7 separate regions of the Mus musculus genome follow, and all the other regions are linked to region 1. A link is a contact called in public ChIA-PET, Hi-C and HiChIP or PLAC-seq data. All regions are on one chromosome and are shown on one strand. Each heading gives the region's core, a stretch centred on a gene start, on an enhancer-like site or on the middle of the called end of the contact. The rest is flanking DNA. Distances are from core to core; before and after follow the strand shown.

Evidence for each region. HiChIP or PLAC-seq counts read pairs in DNA pulled down with a chosen protein or histone mark. A called contact is a pair of places that touch in the nucleus more often than the background predicts. ChIA-PET counts read pairs in DNA pulled down with a chosen protein or histone mark.
Region 2: a contact with region 1 is called in a CTCF HiChIP or PLAC-seq map of CD8 T cells, with 15 times the contacts expected there. The contact joins two enhancer-like sites. A contact is called at or near these places in 2 of 15 datasets of contacts at CTCF or cohesin (CD8 T cells and large pre-B cells), 19 of 484 Hi-C or Micro-C datasets (the 63-12 cell line, the AML12 cell line, B cells and 11 more) and 5 of 115 datasets of contacts at active chromatin or transcription factors (the 230-238 cell line, CD8 T cells, DN3 thymocytes and 2 more).
Region 3: an H3K4me3 HiChIP or PLAC-seq map of the SCID.adh cell line shows a contact between it and region 1, with 12 read pairs. The contact joins the promoter of Pvt1 here to the enhancer-like site in region 1. A contact is called at or near these places in 5 of 115 datasets of contacts at active chromatin or transcription factors (the 230-238 cell line, CD8 T cells, the SCID.adh cell line and 2 more).
Region 4: a contact with region 1 is called in a BATF HiChIP or PLAC-seq map of CD8 T cells, with 7 read pairs. The contact joins two enhancer-like sites.
Region 5: an RNA polymerase II ChIA-PET map of memory CD8 T cells shows a contact between it and region 1, with 63 read pairs. The contact joins two enhancer-like sites. A contact is called at or near these places in 4 of 484 Hi-C or Micro-C datasets (B cells, the G1E-ER4 cell line, Th1 cells and 1 more) and 6 of 115 datasets of contacts at active chromatin or transcription factors (CD8 T cells, Th17 cells, Th2 cells and 3 more).
Region 6: a contact with region 1 is called in a Hi-C map of Th1 cells, with 3 times the contacts expected there. The contact joins two enhancer-like sites. A contact is called at or near these places in 2 of 484 Hi-C or Micro-C datasets (B cells and Th1 cells) and 3 of 115 datasets of contacts at active chromatin or transcription factors (CD8 T cells, effector CD8 T cells and memory CD8 T cells).
Region 7: a BATF HiChIP or PLAC-seq map of CD8 T cells shows a contact between it and region 1, with 10 read pairs. The contact joins two enhancer-like sites. A contact is called at or near these places in 2 of 115 datasets of contacts at active chromatin or transcription factors (CD8 T cells and memory CD8 T cells).

The regions. Positions count from the first base shown.
Region 1 is chr15:62,822,484-62,825,603 of GRCm38.p6, forward strand. No RefSeq gene overlaps it. Among named protein-coding and RNA genes, the nearest start is that of Gm22521, 31 kb to the left of the region's middle. Within about 2 kb of position 1,563, at least 41 of the 459 cell types and tissues checked have an H3K27ac peak or open chromatin away from gene starts, as enhancers often do. A contact at or near this core is called in the 230-238 cell line, the 63-12 cell line, B cells and 8 more, where this site is marked.
Region 2 is chr15:63,651,190-63,654,309 of GRCm38.p6, forward strand. No RefSeq gene overlaps it. Among named protein-coding and RNA genes, the nearest start is that of 4930449C09Rik, 66 kb to the right of the region's middle. Within about 2 kb of position 1,557, at least 38 of the 459 cell types and tissues checked have an H3K27ac peak or open chromatin away from gene starts, as enhancers often do. A contact at or near this core is called in the 63-12 cell line, the Ba/F3 cell line and CD8 T cells, where this site is marked.
Region 3 is chr15:62,036,430-62,039,549 of GRCm38.p6, forward strand. Pvt1 (Pvt1 oncogene) reads left to right here and starts at 1,557. Exons shown (of 5, transcript NR_132747.1): 1 at 1,557-1,772.
Region 4 is chr15:62,091,400-62,094,519 of GRCm38.p6, forward strand. The region is part of intron 1 of Pvt1 (Pvt1 oncogene); the gene reads left to right. Among named protein-coding and RNA genes, the nearest start is that of Pvt1, 55 kb to the left of the region's middle. Within about 2 kb of position 1,637, at least 115 of the 459 cell types and tissues checked have an H3K27ac peak or open chromatin away from gene starts, as enhancers often do. A contact at or near this core is called in CD8 T cells, where this site is marked.
Region 5 is chr15:62,167,802-62,170,921 of GRCm38.p6, forward strand. All of the region lies in intron 1 of Pvt1 (Pvt1 oncogene), which reads left to right. Among named protein-coding and RNA genes, the nearest start is that of Pvt1, 130 kb to the left of the region's middle. Within about 2 kb of position 1,685, at least 65 of the 459 cell types and tissues checked have an H3K27ac peak or open chromatin away from gene starts, as enhancers often do. A contact at or near this core is called in B cells, CD8 T cells, Th1 cells and 4 more, where this site is marked.
Region 6 is chr15:62,188,806-62,191,925 of GRCm38.p6, forward strand. The region is part of intron 2 of Pvt1 (Pvt1 oncogene); the gene reads left to right. Among named protein-coding and RNA genes, the nearest start is that of Pvt1, 150 kb to the left of the region's middle. Within about 2 kb of position 1,671, at least 53 of the 459 cell types and tissues checked have an H3K27ac peak or open chromatin away from gene starts, as enhancers often do. A contact at or near this core is called in CD8 T cells, Th1 cells and memory CD8 T cells, where this site is marked.
Region 7 is chr15:62,208,616-62,211,735 of GRCm38.p6, forward strand. The region is part of intron 2 of Pvt1 (Pvt1 oncogene); the gene reads left to right. Among named protein-coding and RNA genes, the nearest start is that of Pvt1, 170 kb to the left of the region's middle. Within about 2 kb of position 1,511, at least 25 of the 459 cell types and tissues checked have an H3K27ac peak or open chromatin away from gene starts, as enhancers often do. A contact at or near this core is called in CD8 T cells and memory CD8 T cells, where this site is marked.

The DNA.
Region 1 (3,120 bases), core at 313-2,812:
ACTCTTTGAATTGCCTAATCCCATAACTTCCCTTTTCTATGACTTTGGACACAGCCTGTCCCAATCATCCTATTTGACATCTAGACCTTTAGAACTCAGGTTTCCTCAGGGACCTTGAACCCTCTTGGTTGAAGGCTTCTACTTATTTTATGTGATAGATGATTCATTAACACCTCAGAGACTATGAATTTCAGACTCACATTGCAAAATTAAGTCTCTTCTATTAAGATCGAGATCCCTACCTAGATATCCAATCACTGGTATAGCATAGATGTCTGAGTGTTTCATAGATAACTCCAAGCCAATGTACCCAAACACCCCTCCCAGTTATCAGCTATATATTTCTCTGGTCATTATCTCACTAGATAGCATTTCCAACTATCCATCAATCATATTGGGCATCTCCTTCATCCTCAAGGGTATATCCAATTATTAGTAAAATATCAGCATAACATTCCCTCTAAATCTGGTTACATAGTTAGAACTTTGTGGTCATAATTTTGTTTCAAAATACCATGGAATCTCCAAAGTATTCTAACTAGTTTTCACCCATCTGCTCTCCTTCTCCTCCCTCCTGTTCTCTTAGCGAATCTGATCTTTTAGCTACATTTCTGACTGTGACTCTCTTATACACTGTGTCCTTTTATTTTCAGAATATAAACCAGCTATGCTATGGATTTGGGTTAGTTTTATAATTCTATTTCTTTCTAATATGCCAGCTGTGTCTCATGCCCTTTTCTTCTTCCTGTGTCCTCTCATTAATCTGAGTCTTTTTTCTCCTTTATACTGCTGGGTAATGAGTTTTATCAGCATCTCCCCTTCACACTACCTCTTGCTTGCTTATCCATCACATCTTGTCCTAATTTATGTCTCTTCAGTAGGACTTCTAACAAGCCAAATGGGATATTTCACTTGTACACTCTTCAATGTATGTTGAGAGTATTATAAGCATCTAGCACATGTGTAATATCTTATTGTTATTTTCTAGTCCCATTAACACAATATAAAGATTTTTATTGAATAAATAATTTCTACACAAACTGCTGTCTAAATTCTTTAAATTTATAATAGTAAAAAACATTTTCCCTAGATAATTTACAACTCTATATGTCTGATTGCAAGATAATTCATATCAAATAGCTTTATCAGTAGTAATTAAAATTATCACACACATATTCAGAGAATGTCAGACAAATGAATGCATAGATGAAGACGGTTATAGAGAAACAAAATCATGACACTCTGGAATCCTCCACCATGGAACTGTCGTTAAAAAATAAAAAGTGGACATCTTTAGCATCAAGACTAGAATAACAGAGGAGATACATTTTAAAAGTTAATGTCAATGTGTCCCTACTTGAAGAGGGCATATTGGCTGGTAATGTGCCTCTAAATGGGGCATAGTGGACATCTTAAGCCCTCTTGCTTTGGTCAACAGGTTCACAGATAGGTTTCTGAGATCAGGTCACAGAATAACAATGGGCATTCGAGAGTGTCACAGACCAAATACAACTCCACTTCCTCTTTGATTACCTCATCTACCATAATTTCCTTTCCAGGGACAGTGGTGAAGACCAATGCATGAACACTAGGGTAGACAAACCCTAACATCTGGTGCTCTCTCTCACACCCCTGCAGAGGAAAGGCCAAGTGCATTTCTAGGAAATAGCATTTTCTGAATTGTATTTCTGTCATGTATTACAGCCACATGTAACTCAAAGAAGCATGTGGTAAACAACTACCCACCTTCCTACTACCTTCTCACCAGTGCTAAGTATTTTCCTTTCTTTGAATCAATTATCTCTTACACTTCCTCCTTATTTCCTTCTCTCTTTAAAATTCTCTGTCTTTATACATGGCTGCTTACAGAAACATCCTTACCACACTCCACTTTCACTCTGAGCCAGTGAGGCTGTATTTTAGTTTCATGAAAAAAAAAATAGAGTCAAAAGAGGATATGATCACCACACAATGTTTTTGAATAAGATGAGTTTTTCTATTCTCTCCTAACTTCTAAATACTTTCAACCTGTAAGAAGGTGGCATCCACAGGCAAAGGAATTTTAAATATATACATGTATATGTATATGAATGCATGTGTATATATGTATATGTACATATACACATACATATATATAATCAGTAAAACCAGAGGAATTTCAGGGAGAAAAGTGGAGCCAAAGTTGCTGCACAGTCCTCAGAACATCTAACATTGCTGACACCTACACCTTAGACACTGAACACATCTAACTGTGAGACAAAGCCTGTCTATTTTTAAACCATTTGTTGACTAGCAGCCCTAGGAGGCTAATTCAGGCCAAATGTATTGTATGGCAAAAGAATTGCTTATGAGTTAGATGTGGTGAAGTTATTTCCTTGGCTTCAAAGCGGTTCAGTTTCATAAAGAAAACACAGTATACTTCCCCAGTGACTTAGCACATAGTTATCACAGGATGGATGCGTGTGGATTTTTATGGCTTCTCAGGATAATAATTTCCATAACATGTTGTCTCAATCTCTTTTCATGCACTGTCCTGTAATATGTGTTGTTTATTAGTCAAGTTCATCTCTGTACAATACATTTGGAGCAGGAAAAGGTCTGAGTCATGAAGGTAGGAAACAGGGCAGAATGAAAGAACAGAAACGGAGACAAGTGTTTTATGTGGGTTATAAAGGATGATTCTTATGTTCTTCCCAGAAAGCTACCACATGCGCATGTACAAAACGATGGCCTATTCTTCCACTGCCTAGCTCTCTAGGTGATGGAAATTGTTACCAATTGTGATCTAATTTTATTTTTTTGGAAACGTTTGAAACCTCATTTGCACGTAGTCTCACTAGAGTTCGGCAAAGTACCACATTCAAGTGCTTTGGATAATTCAGAGCTGAACAACAAATGACTACAGAGACTTCCTTTCTTGAGATTTCTCCAGCGCTAGAAGACCTTCAGTGCCTTCAGAAGCAGTTCACACTAAAAGGAAAGGGCCCTTTCCCTGACATTCATTCACTTGCAGGGAACATCAAAAAGGTGCTGTTTCCTCTGCAGAGAAAGTTTAACCTTCCAAGTGAGAGATGGAAAATGTGGGACTAGTGTCTAGCTGCATCTGATAATCACCACCCC
Region 2 (3,120 bases), core at 307-2,806, 830 kb after region 1:
AAGAAACATCAAGGTGAGAACAAACAAGGTACTGCTGTGTGACGGGAGGCAGAAGTCAGCCACGGGAAGAGTCTGCCAATAGGGCTACGCATTAGCTACAAAGGGAAATTCAGAGCCTTGGCAGCAGAGAAGCCTGGCAGAAAGGACCTTAGGCAAATAGCTCACATCACCAGTAATGAGGGAAGCTGGCATTATGTGTATCCACCATAGTGCTTGAAAAGACACAGTAGCCCTTCCACGATGCTGGGGCTAGAAATGCGGGAGTTGAATCTGATCACAAGGCATCGTGGGGAAAACTGGCTTGAGGAAGAGTCTACAACATACCTCAATCTGTGTCCTTCCAAGGTAGTATTGTCGCAAAAGACAGGAAGCTTTTCTGAGCTTAAGGAGGCTAACGAAACTCAAGTTTAATGTGGGACTCAGCTCCTCATTTTGGCATGATTTGTGATTGGGACATTAGTAAAACTCACATGAAATTCACAGATTAAAGGAACAACTTACCTCGCTTTAATGGCTTAATTGGTTGCAATCCAAGAATTGAATGAATATATATATATATATATATATATATATATGTGTGTGTGTGTGTGTGTGTGTGTGTATATACATATATATACATGTGTATATATATATATATATATATATATATATATGTATGTATATACACACACACTTTTGGCACTATGTCTAAAATATATTTTATATATGATATATACATATATGCCATATATAGACACATATGTATATGATACACATTTTTAAAAAACTTGGTCAGTTGCATTGGGAAAATTACTTATACTGTCCTCTTGGTTTTATATTGTCAGTATCAACAAAAGGGGTATGGTGTAGAAACCCCTAACCCCCACTCTGACACACACACACACATCAAAGACCAGCACAAAGCATACCAGAGTGTGAGGCCTGAGCTGAGTTTCTGTAAACCCATATATGCCATATGTGTCTCACACCTTTCTCATTTATCTTCAAGGCTTCCAGTGTCCATGATAAGATGGCAATGATGCAACATGGACTCATTTACTCATTGATGCCGTCCCATAACGACCCATCCACACTAGCTAGGGCTTTTAAGATGTACCCCCTAGGACCCACATTCCACATCTCATCTTCATTCCTGACAGTACAGCAGAATATCCCCGCTACTGCTACACACCATGCTACCACAGGTCGATCATGAACAAGCCAGAAGACAGTTTGGCCCCTCGAACTATCAAACTCTTTGTTGACCTGGACTCTTCTTGTGAAATTTAGGTCACAGGGTCAGCACCTATCTGTCCTACATGCCAGACCAGGGACCCAGATTGTCTGTGGCACCTACACAAAGCACAGATAAAAACAAAATCAATCTAGATCAGACTGCTGCCATTTTGGAAATTCATGGGCTGGACCATCCCAGTGAACGGACACAATGTTGTCCTCCACACCCAAATGGACCCAAGAACTAAATTAGAAAATGGAGACAAAAAGTTGTTTCCTCCTCTTAGCCGATTAGGACAATCTAAGGAAAGTGCAAGAGCGCCCCCTGCTGCCAGTATTTGGAATTGTTTGATTCACCCTGAACATAGTTCAGCTTCAAGATGTGCAGCCTGGAGGCTTGAAATCAAGCCTCCTGCTCCCAGTGCGCACATTTTTCAAACACTACGCACACAGCTGCCCTTAAGCCAGTACTTAAGACTTCACCTGCATTATCTCGCTTCATCCCTTGAACAGTCTCAGGGCCTGGCAGAACAGCTACCATTGTGGCCTCTAACAGACAATTTAAAACCAGCCATGTAAGATGGTGTATAAAGTTGCTTACTCAAGGTCAGAGAGACTCTTTTTTTTTTTAAAGTAGCTCCATCTTTAAAATATGACATTCCTCCAAAGGATCTCTTCTAAATCCCCTTGCATACATAACAACCTAAGCTATATGCTGTATCTCCTAGGTGCACAGGACTGGGGAGTGAGAATGGGGTTCAAAAGCAATCCAATGATGTGTGCCTTTGTAAATCTATACATTCGTTAATGCTGTTATTTTCTCCCATGAATTAACAATTTTTACTCTTCTCTTGCTAACATGTACCAGGATAGAAATGAGTATGGTATATGTGTGTCTTTGTAAATCTATACATTCATTAATGCTGTTATTTTCTCCATGAATTAACAATTTTTACTCTTCTCTTGCTAACATGTACCAGGATAGAAATGAGTATGGTATATGTGTGTCTTTGTAAATCTATACATTCATTAATGTTGTTATTTTCTCCATGAATTAACAATTTTTACTCTTCTCTTGCTAACATGTACCAGGATAGAAATGAGTATGGTATATGTGTGTCTTTGTAAATCTATACATTCATTAATGCTGTTATTTTCTCCCATGAATTAACAATTTTTACTCTTCTCTTGCTAACATGTGCCAGGATAGAAATGAGTATGGTATCCGAATAAAAACTTCTGGATTACAAAGCGCATAGATCCTACTCCAAGGGGTTAAGGTTCTCAAGTGGGAAACAGAGAAATCCAGTGTGATAAAAGAGCTTCTCTTCAGGGACCAGTGGCTATGAAGAGTAAGATAAAAAGTCCTATAAGCGTTTGTACCAACTGAACGATCGTTTCCTCAGAGAAACTATAAAGCTATCCTCAGCCTTCCTCGTAATGTTGACATACAAGAGTGTGTTTCTCTGTTGAATATACAATGAAATACTGTTTGTTCAAATTTGTGTTCTTTCCGCTGGACCCTCAAATGGCAATTGAGAAATGGAGACAGATTTTGTTTTCCCAAGGTGGCCTGGTACAACTCCCAAAATGGAACTTTGTGTCGTTAGAACAGTTGAGAGGATCGTAGAAAGATGGACCCAAATATCAGCCAGAGAATTAGACCAGAAAATGGAACCAAAGTACCTGTCAGTCCAAGGATGTAGTGGCACTACGTGTACACCAACTGGGAATGTTGTGGTCCCAGGGGAATTAATATGAGAACCTATGATTACACACACGTGGCTCTTCTCAAGGGGGGTCTGGGATTGGTGGGAAACAATGGGTTTTCATGTCTAATAGTCTGAGTCCACAGTGGGAGACAGCTATTTCCCTAATCTTCCTGAGGTCATCTTTCTGCCTAAG
Region 3 (3,120 bases), core at 307-2,806, 790 kb before region 1:
GTGTATTATGTGAAATTCCCAAATGATATTTTTATATTATATCGGGGGAAAATATTAGCCTAAAATTAGCGCAGCAAAATTTAGTCCCAGGGAAGGGCAAACTGGGTCGAGACTAAAGCTGAATGAACCTGGGTGAAGGTCTTCAGCCGTTGGGAGGTCTAGTGTACAGGACTAACTGGAAGGAGCAGGTGGCATCTTCAGGGATTTGTTACTGAAGTTGTCTTTAAAACTGGGCCTCTGAGAGCCTGTGGTTGCTTCTCCCCAAGGTCGCAGCAGGTGGTTTGGGAAATGTCTGACACATCGAAAGCACATACAGACATAGAATTCAGAACCCTCTTCACTCTCTAGCACAAGAAGGAGATAATCTGAAGGAGATAATCGGAAGATCTGTTCGGTCACTCTCAGGGTGGAAACCAACCACACACAGCGCGATTATCCGTGCATATCGCACTGGCACACACGAGTATGGTAAATTTTCTCTTCAACAGAGACATCTTCATGTGGCTAAGAAGTAATGAAAGTGAAGACATTGAAGGGGGAACGTAGAGGGAGGGAGGAGATAAAGACTCTCTGAGAGATTGAAATAAAGTGAGGTATAGTGTGCTGAGAGAAGAGTGGACCCGCGTTACTTTCCGCGATCCTGGTATCACCTAGTTATGCAACCCGCTTTCCACAGGACTCCGGTTTCCCTCTAGGATCTGAGTCTACCTCATCTTTCATTCCCCTTTCTGGTTGTAGCACGTTGCCGCGCTTGACTAAATGGTACTAGAGACGTGCACCTGTTCGGTGCTGGATTGAATACAGCGAAAAGAATATCGTGGTATACGCGTGCCTTTCACACCAGCCTTCGTTCTTTGCAGAGGCTTTTGCACATTTGAGAGGTTAGTGTAATACCCTGTACGGACCAAGAATGGAGGATGCTGCAGACAGGTGGTCCTCTCTCAGCTAGAGTTTGCTTAGTACGTCCTTCTCTCCAGAACCACAGATGATGGATGGTACCCAGGACTGCTCTCAGATGAGAGTTCTGAAATAGAACAGATTCGGGGGGGTCTTCTGTAGGAACTACTGACCTATTTTCTGAGCAGTTTGGTCCTTTTAATTCACTGGAGTCTCCTTCCCTATCCGAAAAGTGGGAAGACTGCTAAGCTTCAAGGTGAAGGGGGATGGGATGTCTACCTTAAAAAGGAATAGTGTGGGGGAGGGGAGGGTGGGGAGGGGAGGTGGGAAAGCTAGTTGACCTCGCCTGGGCATAGCCCCAGGCTGTGTGGGACCTATGTAGGACCTAGGTTTGAGTGCAGCTAGAACCTCCCAGCCCAGGACTGACAGAGTGTGCTCTCTACTAGGGCCATCTGGGCATTAAGCAGCCTCAGTGGCACGCCACCTCCATGCGGTTCTCCTCTCAGGCTTGATGCCCCTTCATTGCCTAGGGCAGCAGGCAGAGGGGCGAGCTGGATCCCTCAGGTCAGAAACCTCCAGACACCAGGAGATCGGGGACACACGCGGCCTGCCCGGTGGCGCGCGCTTCTCCCCCTCCCCCGCGGCCGGGAGCGAGCCGCCGTGACGTCACGGGCCACCCGCCAGCCCCGCGCTCTACCAGGCAGAGCGCGTGTGGCCGCCGAGCACATGGACCCACTGGTCAAGCGGGCTCGGCAAGGCCAGGATGAAGAGAAGCTACGAACTTAGCATTCCCAGAGCCCCCCGAGTGGATATCCGCGTGGAAAGGATGTTGGCAGCCCCGGTGACCTCGGAGTCACGGCTGGATCCACCCTCTTGTAAGTTCCAAGTTTATCCCCTGGAAACTCTGGAGCCCAGGGATGCAGAGTCTGGATAGAGGAAAGTGGCTTTTGCATTCCCACGAGCGCGTGTTAACCTTGCACTTTTCCTCATCACTAGACTCGAGATTGCCAGAGAGTTTGGGTGTGGGTGAGAAGTGTGGGTGCGAGGGAGATTTCCCAGGATGGCCTCTACATAGAGGTAATTCTGGATTTATGCACTTGATCAAGAGCCCATTTCCTCAGGTCTAAAAGAGAGAGACGCCCCCTGCAATCAGCGCAGATTTGGGGCCGCTGATGTGGTTTGGAGGCCTCATTTACGAAACTGGAAGTCTGAGTCTAGTCTAGTGATGCTCCCTCCATCCTTGGCCAGCCCTCCTCCGAGACACCCCCTCGGGGCAGAAAGAAGGTGATCTCCTAAAACTCCCTGTGTCAGGAAACTTTCTGTGCTTTTGTATTGCGTTCCTGTGTTCGTGGAAGGCCCCCACGCCTTCATCCTTGCTAATTCTTTTTGGATAGCTTGTTGCTTTAACTAGATTGGCCCTTTCTTGGCTAGTATTTTCTGCTGTACCTATGAGTGGTGTGGGAGAACTGTGCAGACTTCCAGGAAGCGCAGCCATGAAGCTACATGTGCCTATGTGTAGACACATCATGGATTTTCTTACTAGTTTACTAGTGGGTGATAATCTGTCCTTTTGAGCTCTCCAGAACGTTCTAGAAGCTTAAGGAGAGAAATCACTTAAGAGAGTATAGGGAGAAGTGAGGTTTTTGTTTCCTTTCTGCTCTTGTGTTTTTAAGGGGTTGTTGTCATTTGACCTAGAGAAAGCCAAATGTGTGTGTGTGTGTGTGTGTGTGTGTGTGTGTGTGTGTGTGTGCCTGCCTGCTTGCCTGTCTGTCTGTCTGTTTGTCTGTCTGTGTGTCTGTGTGTTGGGGAGGGCTAAGGATGCAGGTCTCTGTTGAAGTGCATGTGGTAGGATGTTGCAGGCCTGTTTTGCATATGGGCAGTGACAAGTTTGGGCTTGTTCACTTGCACAGTCCTATGGTCATAGCTAGTCCTTCTTAAAGCTCTAGCCAGTGGGAAAGCGTTTGTGTTTCTATCCTTGGAGCTCCAAGTGGGACTTCTTAAAAGATTTAGAAGGAGCAAAGCTGTCAGGAAATCAGAAACGTCACATGGACTCCATGACTGGGAAAAACCTCGTGGTGGCCTGCTCTCAGTGCTTGGATGTGTGCTAGTTACATCTCGGAGGTGAGGATGTGCCTTACGGTTATTTGAACTCAACTAGGTTCATGATGGATCTGGTGAGACATTAAGGCTGGTTTAAGACATTGTGGGCTATTGTGCTGGGAC
Region 4 (3,120 bases), core at 387-2,886, 730 kb before region 1:
TTCTCAGTTTGCTGGCTTAGAAGATGAGGGATGTTGAATAACCTACACTGCAGCCTCCGGAACAGCAGTCACTATGTGGCTCTTAATGGATGGCTGGGGACATTTATCTTGGACTTTTCTGTTTCCAAAACTGTGCTGAAAGGCTTGTGTAGATATAATATTCAAAGCATCTGGCGGTCACATTTGCTTTAGCCTACAAGGAATGGGTGATGAAGCAGTAACTGAAAGGGTCCTTAGGGTGTGCCAATGCCAGGTGGTCCTTTGTTTGAGTGTGACCATTGAGGCCTATGAGATCAGTGTGCTAGCGTAGCAGGATGGCTAAGTAACCTGGAGTTGAGGATAGGTAAGAGAAAAGGCCCTGTGTTGTGTGCACATTACCTCTTCTGTGATAGTCTGCCCAGCCCTTACCTGAGCATCTGGCTTGGGTGACATCACCTAGTGTTGCTGCAGACGTAAGTCCCTTCCTGTCATGCCTCGCTGTTAGGATCCTTGGGCTGTGTGCTTGATAGTCCTTTGAGCATCTTGGAAGTGCTTTAGCTCCGATGGGTGAGCACCTCTGGCTCATGGTCCAAAACGTTCCTTTTCCTTCCTGAAAGTGTGTCCAAACTGTTGCTTCGTCTTCCTTTGTGGAGACTGTGGCTGCCTCATCACTACACTTCCTTGACTGACTTCAAGAGTGTGATATCAGGGCAGGGTGGGGGTGGGGCAGCCCCAACAGAGATCTTTGTGCTTTCTGAATTGATTTTAGTGCTTCCCGCCTATCAAGTGCCCAGTCTTTACTGTCTTGCTATATATATTGCACAGCCGGTCCTGCTGTGTCTTATCTTTATCTGTGTCCCAGTCAAACTGCCCTCTCTTTCCGTGTCCGGTGGGAGCCTGATTGCTTAGAGATGAGTATAAGGTTGAAAGGAGGAGAAAACTCCATGTCATAGAGACAATAGTGGGCTGAAAGAGGAACATTAATTTGATGTGCCCAAGGGAGAGGGAGCCGCATGTGCTATTGCCTTTCTGGGTGCGCTCTGGTGCACCCAGATGTGGATACAAACAGAGCATCTTGCCTGCCTCTGGCTTATTGAAGCTGCTCACTGGGGTGGCTTCACTCACCTTTATGAGAGGCCTTAGGCTTCATTAGAAAAAGCCTTTATGGCAATTTCCATAATACTGTGTATGTGTGAGGATTGGATTCCCCTCCTGGGATGATACTAAATACCTTTGTAAAACCAAGCTCACCTGTTATCGACACACAGGGGCCAGGATTGCTCACCTCATGGAAAGGCTCAGCAGCCTCACTTGCCCTTCTCAAGCCTCTCAGCCTGCTCTGCAGAATGCAAGGAATGGCCAGATGCTGCCTAGGCTTGTATTTGGCCTCTGCCAAGGTCAGGTTGTCGGGGAGGAAGAAGGGGAGGGGCACCCTTGCTTAGTAAGTAAGGAGGGGAGGAAGAGGCCCAGACAGAGCAGCCACGAAAGATCTTTTATGTGCAAGCCTGGCTCATCTGCAACTCTGCTTGGAGCCCACCCCCACCCCTCATTTCCTCCTACACCAGGAAGGGGTGCTGGGCAATTGGGAGGGGGCATTGCTTCCGATCTGGTGTGAAGCTCACATTCCTCTGCAGTATCCTGGGGTTGCCTGCCTGCAGACACCTGGTTGGAATAACAATGAGTGGGAAGCTCGGTTGCAGCCTCTGCTCAGCTCTGAGGATGCTCTGCTAGGAGAGGCTAGTTCTGCTGAGCTAGCACTTCCTCCCTGCCTTTCCTTCCAGGCCAGGCCCTCTTTGACTCCAGCGTGGCTGCTGGTGAAAAGTATATACTGAAAACAGTACTTGAGGTGGTTGAATCTCATTTCTTATGCACATATGTTATTGGAATGGGAGATGATTAATAGGGGCACAGGGTGAGACCAGGGGAAATGGCCTGAAAAGCCCTGCCTTGAGCTAACATCACTGTAAACGTCACTTTTTATTCAACATCTGTCTGTCTGTCTGTCTATCTATCTATCTATCTATCTATCTATCTATCTATCTACCTACCTACCTATCATTCTGTGAGTGTCCCAGATGTTTAGGTTAACTGCTTTTACCACCTCCATAACATAGTTAGACTTGGCTAGGTTTGGGTAGACCATTCTAAACCGTCACAAAGCGTCATTAAAGGCTCCTTACGTTGATGTTTTTGATCCCTTCTGTCTTTGGTTATCTTTATTTTTTTTTTCCTGACTTTTACATTTTCTGATTATAACATACATAATTATTCTGTCTAGCATAGGATAGGAGAGCATTTCTTCGAACTAGGCTGCCATCCCAGCCTTTTGCAAATATCAGCTCATTTAATTCCGAGCACCCCAGTATGATGGTGTTAGGTTAGACATTATTCAGGGGTTGGATAAGTTCAGCATAGAGGGTGGAAAGTTCAGCATAGAGGGCTGGAAAGTTCAGCATAGAGGGTGGGGCTTGCCAGCCATGCTCCGTAACAGGTAGGGACTGAGGGATGCTGGGAGAACCGGAGGTCAGATCCACTTTGGAATGTTAAATAGGCACTTCAGCTGCTTGCTCAGGGTCTGAATCTCAACACTTAGAAATAAGCACTGTGTGAAGACACACAGGTGCCACAGGAGAATTTTATTTTTAATGGTTCCAGATCTTCTTCCTTCCTCTGAACACAGGCATCTTTTTAATTCTATGCCCTTTATTTATTTATTCTTTTTGGTTTGTTTCTTCCTTTTCACTTAAAAGTGTATTCTCGGGGGTGGGTGGGTATGGGGGACTTTTGGTATAGCATTGGAAATGTAAATGAGCTAAATACCTAATAAAAAATGGAAAAAAAAGGTGTATTCTCTCATATGTTAAGTCCTGACCACCGTTTCCCATCCCCCTACTACTACCCGCCCCTGCCCCCCCTCCACATCTCCTCTTCCATTTCCCTTTAGAAAAGAGCAGGCCTCCCAGGGATATCAAACAAATCCAGAATAACAAGACTAGGCACAAATCCTCAGGCTGGACTAGGTAACCCAGTAGGAGGAAAAGGGTCCTTTTTGCTTTTGAGCAGATCGGTATACTCTGTCATGGGGCTAATGCACACCTTGATTTGGAGGCACTGCACCTGCTAGGTGAGGTTAGTAATATA
Region 5 (3,120 bases), core at 435-2,934, 650 kb before region 1:
CCTGTTCATTGGATAGCAAAGTAAAGGCCTGGTTTATTAACCCAGTGTCCTTGTACATCTTCCTCGCTCCTTCTTTCAAATCATGTAAATCACACATGCCTCCTCCAGGAAGTTTTTCAGGAGTTCTTTAGTTGTTATCTTTGCCATTAAATCCTACACATTATACAACCAAAGGTTCACCAAGCTTTGCACACTGAGTGTCAAATCACTGTGGTTGGTCGTTTATGCTATAGCAGGTTCAGCTGACTTCCTTGTTCAACAAATATATGATTACATTACATTCTGTCCATCCAATCATCATCTAATCACATGAGGAACGTTTTGCTTATGCTATTTCATGAATAGTGTGCTGGGGGAACAAAGATAGACCATGTATGACTCTAATGGCCTAGGACTTAGGCACACACTGCAACAAACATGAAGATCTGAACCTTTTTCATAGCTCCTGCTCATTAGTCATAGTTGTGAGCCTTGAATCCCATACTCTTGTCGATGCATTGTTTCCTCATCTATAGGGATGTTACCTGCCTTACTAGAGCTTTTATGTGATAACACAGAGCCTTGAGAATCCATCATTAAAAACAAAACAAAACAAAAACCCAAATAAACAAAGTAAAAAAACAAACAAAACAAAACAAAAACAAATAAAAAACTACCCTCGTTGGCCTGTAACTTTCCATCTAACCCAGGCTAGCCTGAATTACTAATCGTCATATCTCAGTTGCCTGAATGCTGGGGTTACAGGCCTGGGCCACCACAGATGGGTCATGAGATCCTGCATCTTACATGCTGAATTTTTCTCTGAGGCAGGTATCAGTGTGTAGGTTAATAAGCAGGATGCTTACTCTGGAGTACATTGGGATCAACAATTGTGAAACGCATGGAAGGAATCAGGATTGGAAGGAGCCATCAAGCTGTGAAGGTGTCTGAGCATAGCATAGCCTCAGAGAGAGCTCTGCATAGACCACACTAGAATGCTCTTTGAGAACTGTCCTGAATTGTGGTGGCATGACGGTTGATCAGTGACAATGTAGCTTTGCCTGGAAGGATACTTGAGTCTGACCCTGTTCAGCTAAAGTTGTCTCCAAAGAAGCTGGCAGCTGAGTGTCAGTTGGTTGTACCAAGCAACTGTTTTTAATGATGGATGCATGGTACCTAGCACAAAATAAGCAATCAGTATTTAGGGAATGTTTTCACCCAAGCACTATTCATTCAGCAAGTGGTTACTATTTGGACAATGTTCTACTACTGAGCTCCTTATACGAGTCGTGCACCATGGCTACAAATAGGAAGTTTATAATATGAGGTAGGTTCAACACTGGCTTCCTGGAAGAGTAGACCTGGAGATGTGACTTCCTGGATCATGGGCCCTGGGACTCGGTATTTCCTTGTCTTTCTAGAAGATCATTTCTTGAGATGAGGTGCGAGGTGTCTCAGGGGTGGGACTCTCCATCACGGCCCACCTGATGGTGCACCTGTGCACCACGGGAAACTCCCTGCTAAACTTACATTAACTGTTTGAATTCCCAGTAGCTTGGAACTTCCCCAGGGGTCCCATTGGCTCTGTGACTTTCCATCACTTAAGTAATTGGAGGATGGAGCCGAATGGAAATAATCTATACGCTTTCTTCTGTGAGTCACCAAAAACTACAGCCCAGAGTGTGTGTAACTGCTTGACTTACTTTTCCTGTATGCAAATGAGCTGTCATTACAGTTCAGTAAGTAGAGACTCTACAGAGTGAACATGAGACCATTATAGTTTCTATTTGAAAAAGACAGAGATAGCTTGGTACAACTGTCTGCCTTGGCAAGAGCCCTTGGTAGAAAGTGCTTTTGGGTTGGGACCTTACAACTCTTTGGGAAGTGTTTGTTGGTACACTCTGGCCCCATTTTCCAGCTCTTGCCTTGACCAAGACATAGCAGGAAGTAGATGATCTCTAGTGTGGGGTAGGTTGTTTTTATCTCCACAAGTCACCCAGGTGATCAGAGAAGCTTTCCGGAAAGCAATGGCTTTGATGTTCTGGGTGACAAGCTGTGAGTGTGCGGCAGGAAAGGAGGGTTTTGAGGTTGGAGAAATGAAACTACTTTGGGTGGTGACTTCATCACTTGACACCCCTATGGTAGGAAGGTTCTTATAAAAGAAAGGTGAATGCAAGGGTAGGTATGAAAAGGAAAGTTTGAGGTGGACAACAGTGAGATGACGGGCTTCTCATGGTTCAGGGAAATCTACCGGCACCATCGACCTTCTAGGACCCTTCTTCCTCCCACACTTCACCGAATCCTCAGTTTCACCAGTGACCATGTTTACACCTGTTATCTGCTCCATTCTTCGCACATGATGTTACCCTGACCCCATGTGTGCCTACTGCTCAGGGAGCTTGGCTTAGAAACCAGAGTTCTTGGGACAAATAGCCTTTCTCCATAGAATCATAGTGGCCCTCACTGACCTGAGAGCATCCCGTCTTCCAGTTCCCAGTTTGTAGAAGCTATACCTTCCCCTACCCCTCCGAGCTTCTCCTCTGTGGAGCCCCAATGTTCTGTTCATGGCTCTTCTGAGCCTTGGCTTCTTAAGCCCTAACTGGGACTGATAGCAGTCCCTGCCATTCTCTTTAGGTCACCGCTGTGCAGAGGAAAGGCTTCACACACTGCCTGAGTTGCATTTCTTGAGGGTGTTTTTCCTCGATGGCTTTTTTTTTTTTTTTTTAGCTGTGCTGGGGAGTCAAGGATATATGACCTCACCAATTAGTGATCAAATCTTTGACACCCTTAGGTGTTACCCAGGATACTAGTTTAGCCATTTGGAACCAGGTGTGTCTAACCTGTGGCCAATAGGCCACTTGAGTCTTACGATAGCTGTTAATGCAGTTCACTACTTTCATAGATGACACTATCATATCGCAATAGCAAAAGGTTGGACAGCTCTGTAAGATTTAGCCCATCTATCTTCTGAAAACAGGAATATGTGCAAGGAATGAGTGACTGCTGTGTGCCAGGGAAGAAACATGATGCTGCGTGGGACTGATTACTGCTTCGTGCTCAGTGCTGGCTCACACAGTAATGTGTTCATTTCTTTGGTGTTTTGTTGTTGTTGTTGTTATTGGTTTTTATTTGCTTGTTTTT
Region 6 (3,120 bases), core at 421-2,920, 630 kb before region 1:
AGAAAACAGCTGTACAGCATGAGGCCTTGGGAAGCACACTACAAAATCTCCAAACATTTGGTAAATCCAGTGGCAGGGCCGATCTAAACGTACGCTTATGTGGATGGGAAGCATGCAGATCTAAAGGTTATTGGGCAAACTACCATCCAGTACTATGGTTTCTGTCATCAGACCTTGAAGTGACCAAAGGCAGAGGGGCGATCTTTATCATGTTGAAGACGGCATGCCATTTCTCTTTGAATTCAAATATGTGTGTGTTATCCTGGTGAGCATGCTCCAACTCAGTCTTTCTAACTTACAAGGTTTTGACAGTCAAAGTAGACTCTGGCAAGAACCCTAGTATAATAAGACATGATTTTAGAAAAATCATCACTATTTCCAAGGCTGGGCAGCAAGGATTTCTTTTGACTGCTGGATAGATTGACAGGAATTCAAAAAGAGACTGTAGTTCCACTAAGCTAATGTTCTAAGCACACGTGGAAGCAGGGGAGATGTCATTGGACTTACTGTTGACCCAGCTTCCCAGTTTGTGACTACTGTATGCCTTGTATGTCCTGGCTCAAATTGGTGTATCCATGGCAGGGACTTGAGTTGATTATTTTTACCCCGCAGACAGGGTAGTGCTGACCTCGAACTCTCAATCCTTTTCCCCAAGTGTCTGGATTACAAATGTTTGTCTACACACCCAAACAAATTTTAATGATACAAGAATTATCCCCGTGGCCATTGGAGTCCATTGTTAGGACGCTGTTCCTCCAATGTATCGCCACATATCAACTCTCTATGATATGAACCAGGAGGGCTGTTCAAATTGCATCTCTTCTCAGTTAATGCCGGGCTGGTCTGCACTGTATCCCTCCCAAGACTTGTAGCCAGATAGGACTGCAAGGCGGCAGCGGGTTTGTTCATTCGGTTTCTGTTTTACAAACTGAAGTTGACAACATCCCCGGCACTTGCGTGGTGAGTCATCTGATAAAGGTCGCCTTGGTCGCTGGTTACCTTCTCTACTCAAGAATAGAGTCACAGGTGGCTTTGATGGCTAGTTTCCAGAACCATTGATGGCTCTTCTTAATTAACGTGCAAGTGGGCCTCCTCTGACATTTAGAGAGTCAGTGGTTACCTTTCAGAAAGTACTACTGGGTTTCCTCTGGGCCAGGCGCCTTGCCTTCCACCTGTGGTTTTACAAGGTATTACCATGGACTGTTCTGAGCCACGCACTGCACCTAGGCCAGAGAGGTGTGAGGGAAGCCGGGCTACAGCCACACTGCCTTTCATTAGCTCACTGGCTCTCATGTCCAAAGTAGAAACAAGGTCCAGCTCTGAGAGGGTTTTGTCTGCCATGCTGACTCTAGAAACGTGCTCAAAAGAGAGATAGACCACTTCTTTGTCCCCCTTTCTACCCTGCTTTGTTACGAAATGCAGATAATCATTGCCCTTTAAGTACAAGATTGTTCTTAACATTATCCCTGGCTTACACATTGCTGGCACATACTGAGGTTTCCATAATTACCTATGCACCTAAGCATTCAAGTGCGTTGCCTTGGAGTTAGGATTTCTTTCTTTCTTGCTTGCTTTTTTTTCCCCCCATTCTGTTTTACTGGTATGACTCATTCACTCATTTGACTCCATTCAGTAAATGAATACATCCTGAGACTCTGTTAAACACTAGAGTCCTTCCAATGAGCAGCCCTGTTTACCCTTTCAGACTTCTGGGAAATGTGGAGGCGATGATCAGTGGAGAGCCAGCTGGTCCTGAAACCTTCAGGAAAGCATCTGGGCCTGAAAGCAATATTACATTGTATTCGTAAGGTGAAAAGCGCTATCTTTTCCACCCATGCCTCCCAAGGCTGAGTGTACTACCATCTAAACCAACAGGCTTCATATACAGAATGTGACTAGGTTTTCTCTAGGAGGTTGTCTTCTTTAAGCAACATATTAAAGCTCTTGAACAAGAGCCAGACACGTGGTACACACCTGTAATCCCAGCACTTGGGAGGCAGAGGCACTCAGAGCTCTGAGCTTGAGGCCAGTCTGGTCTAAAGAGAGAATTCTAGGACAGCCAGGGCTACATGGTGAGACTCTATTTAGAAGAAGAAAAATGTTCTTTATCAAGTTCACATTTTAGAATCTTTCTGATTGGTGCTGAATACTGACCCCCCTCCACCTGATTTAGAATTGCCCAAGAAGTTCATTATTTTGTGATATCCTCAGACTCTCATTAGTGCTAGAAGATGACTAATTTGAAGTGGGGAAGTGTTTTCTGAAGTGTCCCTCTCTGCAACTCTGCCCTTAATGTCAAATCAAGCAGTTATTTCTGATAAGTTCTTTAGCTTCTCTGAAGCAGCCCAGCTATGGCTGGTTGTGGGTGGCGCTGATAATGACTGAACAGACAACACAAATGAGGTGGGGTTGGCCTTTTCAGCCATTTTACAGGAATGAGGGGGTTGGGTAGTGGCTCCATTAGTAAAACGCTTGCTTTACTGTGTAAGCAACTAAGGGCTGGGAGGTGGAACTCTTAAAGGCTTGCTGGCCAGCCAGTTTAATCAAACCAATGAACTCTAGATTCAATGAGAGACTCTATCGTAATAAGTAAGACAGAAAGAAATTGAGAAACCACCCGATAGTAACCTGGGGCCTCCCCAAACACAGGAGCACATGTCATACACACACATGAACACATACACCGCAAACTGAAAAAAGGATCCATTTTTCTTTAATACTCAATGCAATAAGAAAGCTTTGAGAATGTTTAGAGATTTCTATGACCACTGAAAATATAGTTCTAGAAAGACAGAGATGACCAAGAGAGACAGGAACCTGGGCAGTACAGCTGCTATTTGAATGCTTTGTTCTTCTCAGGGTATTTTGCCCTGAATGTTCTTTCTGGATTTTGAGCACTTGAGCTCTTGGCATGCCAGCAGTTGGGCCTTCTGGAAAGATCATAGACTCTGAAAACTGTCTAAGAATCTGATAGCCATCAATACATTTCCAGCAACATTCCCTTGTTATAATTAATTGACCATGTGAGTTTCAGTCTTCAAATCCAATGAAGAAAGGGAAGAGTGGAGTGTTTAGTTAGAATGACTGTAGATGCTATAACAAGCAAACCTTAATATTTAA
Region 7 (3,120 bases), core at 261-2,760, 610 kb before region 1:
CATGAAATGTTTTGCCTACATGTATGTATGTGTACTGTGTGCATGCCTAGTGCTCACAGAGGTCAGAGGAGAATGGTGGGTCTCCTGGAACTGGAGTTATACATGTTAGCGAGCCGCCAATGGAGGTGCCAGAACCGGAACCCTAGTCCTGCAAGACAAGCATGTGTTTTTACTTGCTGAGCCATCTTTCTAGCCCCCATAATTCGGAAAAGAGTCAGCTCTAAGTGACTTGAATCTGGGTTCTAATGTAGTAGTCCTATACCATCTGTTTCATGTGACTCCTGCTTCTCCTATTGTGACTCTGCAACAGTGGTGGTGGCACTCTCCAGGTGGGAGTTAGGACATACCAGGACCAATGCTTCATCCTTCACATCTCCTTCCCCTGGAACAGTCAACTCCTTCCATACCTAGAAATGAAGTTCTTAGGTGAGGGAATCCTCTGCTAGAGGAACACTTGGCCTCAGCCAGGAGTCCTAACTTGTAACATCCTACCTGCCCATACATGATGTTCTTAGTGTCCGTACTGCCCTTACTGCTCCTGAAGGTAAGTCACCTGCAGGGTCACGTCCTATGGTGGCATCAGGAGGGGAGATATTTGATCGAGTTAGTGTCATGGAACACTAATTTGTTTTGATCCACAACAGACCTTCAGCTGACCTACCTGATCCTGGTAGGGATGTCTGAGGGAAGCTAACCCAGAGGGACTCCTGGCTGGGCCCTGGGTGCTCCTATGACTGGTGTAGCAGTCATGAAGGATGGAAAGAGACCCATGTGAGGAAATTTCTGGAATGTATAGACACCTAAAGGAGTTCCTTCAATGTCTTGCAAACAGGTTTGCTCTTGGACTGAGCAAGTAGCCTCTACTGGTTAAGTGAGTCATTCACAAAGCCTTGGATTTAATCCAGACACTAAGTAAACCCAGGGGATATCACATGACTATAAGCCCAGACCGTAGGAGGTGGAGAGAGAAGGATCCGAAGTTCAAGGCCATCCTCTGCTATGTAGTGAGTTCGAGTCAACCTTAGATTCCCAGAGGCACTGTTTAGAACCACATAAGTAAGGGACTAGAGGGATGGCTCTGTGGATGAGAGCACTGACTGCTTTTCCACAAGTCCTGAGTTCAATTCTCAGTAACCATAGGGTGGCTCACAACCATCTGTAATGGGATCTGACTCCCTCTTCTGCTGTGTCTGAAGACAGTGACAGTGTAATAAAAAAAAAAAAAAAAGAAAAGAAAAGAAAGTAGAACCAAATAAATATTATTGCCACCCCTCAAGGAGAAAACGAAAAAGAAAAGGAAACAGAACAAGAAAGGTTTGCTCTCTGCTGACTTCTACCTACCTCACAGCTCAGACCTCCTCACAGCTTTCTCACCAGCTATGGCCTCCTGTTCACATTCTGTCTCCCTCCTGTGGGCAGAGAATGCCCAACGCAGATAGCACCTTGTACACGCCTCCCCTCCTCCCCCTCTTACTTTGTGACTCTTGTTTCCTGCCCTCTGTCCCCGCCATGGACTTCTGCCAGCTTAGCCCACAGTGGCCTCCCTTTGTTTAAGCATCTTGGTTTCAGGCAGACTTAGCCAGCCTCTTCATTCACCCTTTAGAAGTCCTGACAGGCAGCCAACCAAGCTGGCCAATCATGAAGGTTGGGTATCAGGGTCCTGGTAGCTGCTTCCTGTCTTGGTGGCTTCCCACACCTGGATACCCTGAGGCCCTGGACAGAAATGCCCAGATATTCACCTCAGCTGGCATGAACATACCATCTGGGGCTGCTGGCTGGGGCTGTTCCCATAGTCTTGATCCTTTCTGGGAACTACTCCTTCCATGAGTAAACCCTCTCTCTTCTCTTACCCACGCCATTCAGTCCACAGCCTGTCTCCACCAAGGATCTCTGGCAGTGGGAATGTAATGAGCTGGCTGGGTTCTGTGACTGTGAGGAGACAAGGATGCCTCATTTTCCTCTTCTGTACATGGACATTCACCCAGTACATTGATTGACACTAGCGATGGACAAAGAGGTACTATGGGCTAGGCCAGTATAAGCATTCTACAAAGAACAGCAGCTGGCAATGCTACTCTATGTGAGTTCTACAGTGATACTGTATCATCCTAGGTGTCGCATGGTGCATCATCGCATAGAAAGAAATGGTCAAGAGCATAGGAAACAGTACAGAAGCTCCGCTGCACTCTCTAGATCCTTGTTGTGCTCCCAGTCAGAGATCCAGCTGAGAAAAGGAAGTAGAACTTCCATTCTTACTGTTTAACTTAAAAAAAAAAAAGCAGTAAATACTCATTCTATAATTTAGGAAATTCAGACAAGCAAGAACAAAACTTTGTTGTTGTTGTTGTTGTTGTTTGTTTTTTGAGACAGGGTTTCTCTGTATAGCCCTGGCTGTCCTGGAACTCACTTTGTAGACCAGGCTGGCCTCGAACTCAGAAATCCACCTGCCTCTGCCTCCCAAGTGCTGGGATTAAAGGTGTGCGTCACCATGCCCGGCAGAACAAAACTTTTAAGAAACACATTTGCTAATATATGTAGTCACGGGCACAAAGATACACACATGCACTATCTATAGTGGGGGAGGTGTGTGTGTGTATGTGTGTGTGTGTGTGTGTGTGTGTGTGTGTATGTGTGTATGTGTGTATGTGTGTGCGTAATCATTTCTGTATTTATTGTCACTTCAGACATGTATATCACTCATTTAATAGTCTTATTCCATGTGATGTGGATCTCATACGTGTTTATAAAAAATAAGAAATGAGCTCCTGTGTTAGAGCCTGGTTTGCCATTTGACCTTAGGTGATTTTTTTTTTCTTATCTATAAATGTTTCTTCTATGTGGAAAATGTGACAGCCAATAGACTTTCCTTATCCATCTAACTGATAAAGCAGATGCTGTGATATACATCTTCAAGATTTTCAGGGTGATTAGAGGAATAGCTGACACCCAGAATTTCTCCATGAAGGTCTCTGGGGTTCCCAGAGGCAGATTCAGCAAGCATCTGAGTTCTAGGAAGTTCCCCATTCCCTTTTTTGACACTTAATGCAAATGGGTATCTGTTCTACTAGGAGCTATGAACATAGAATGCGGTAGTTACCTTTCTATTACTGTGATAAAATA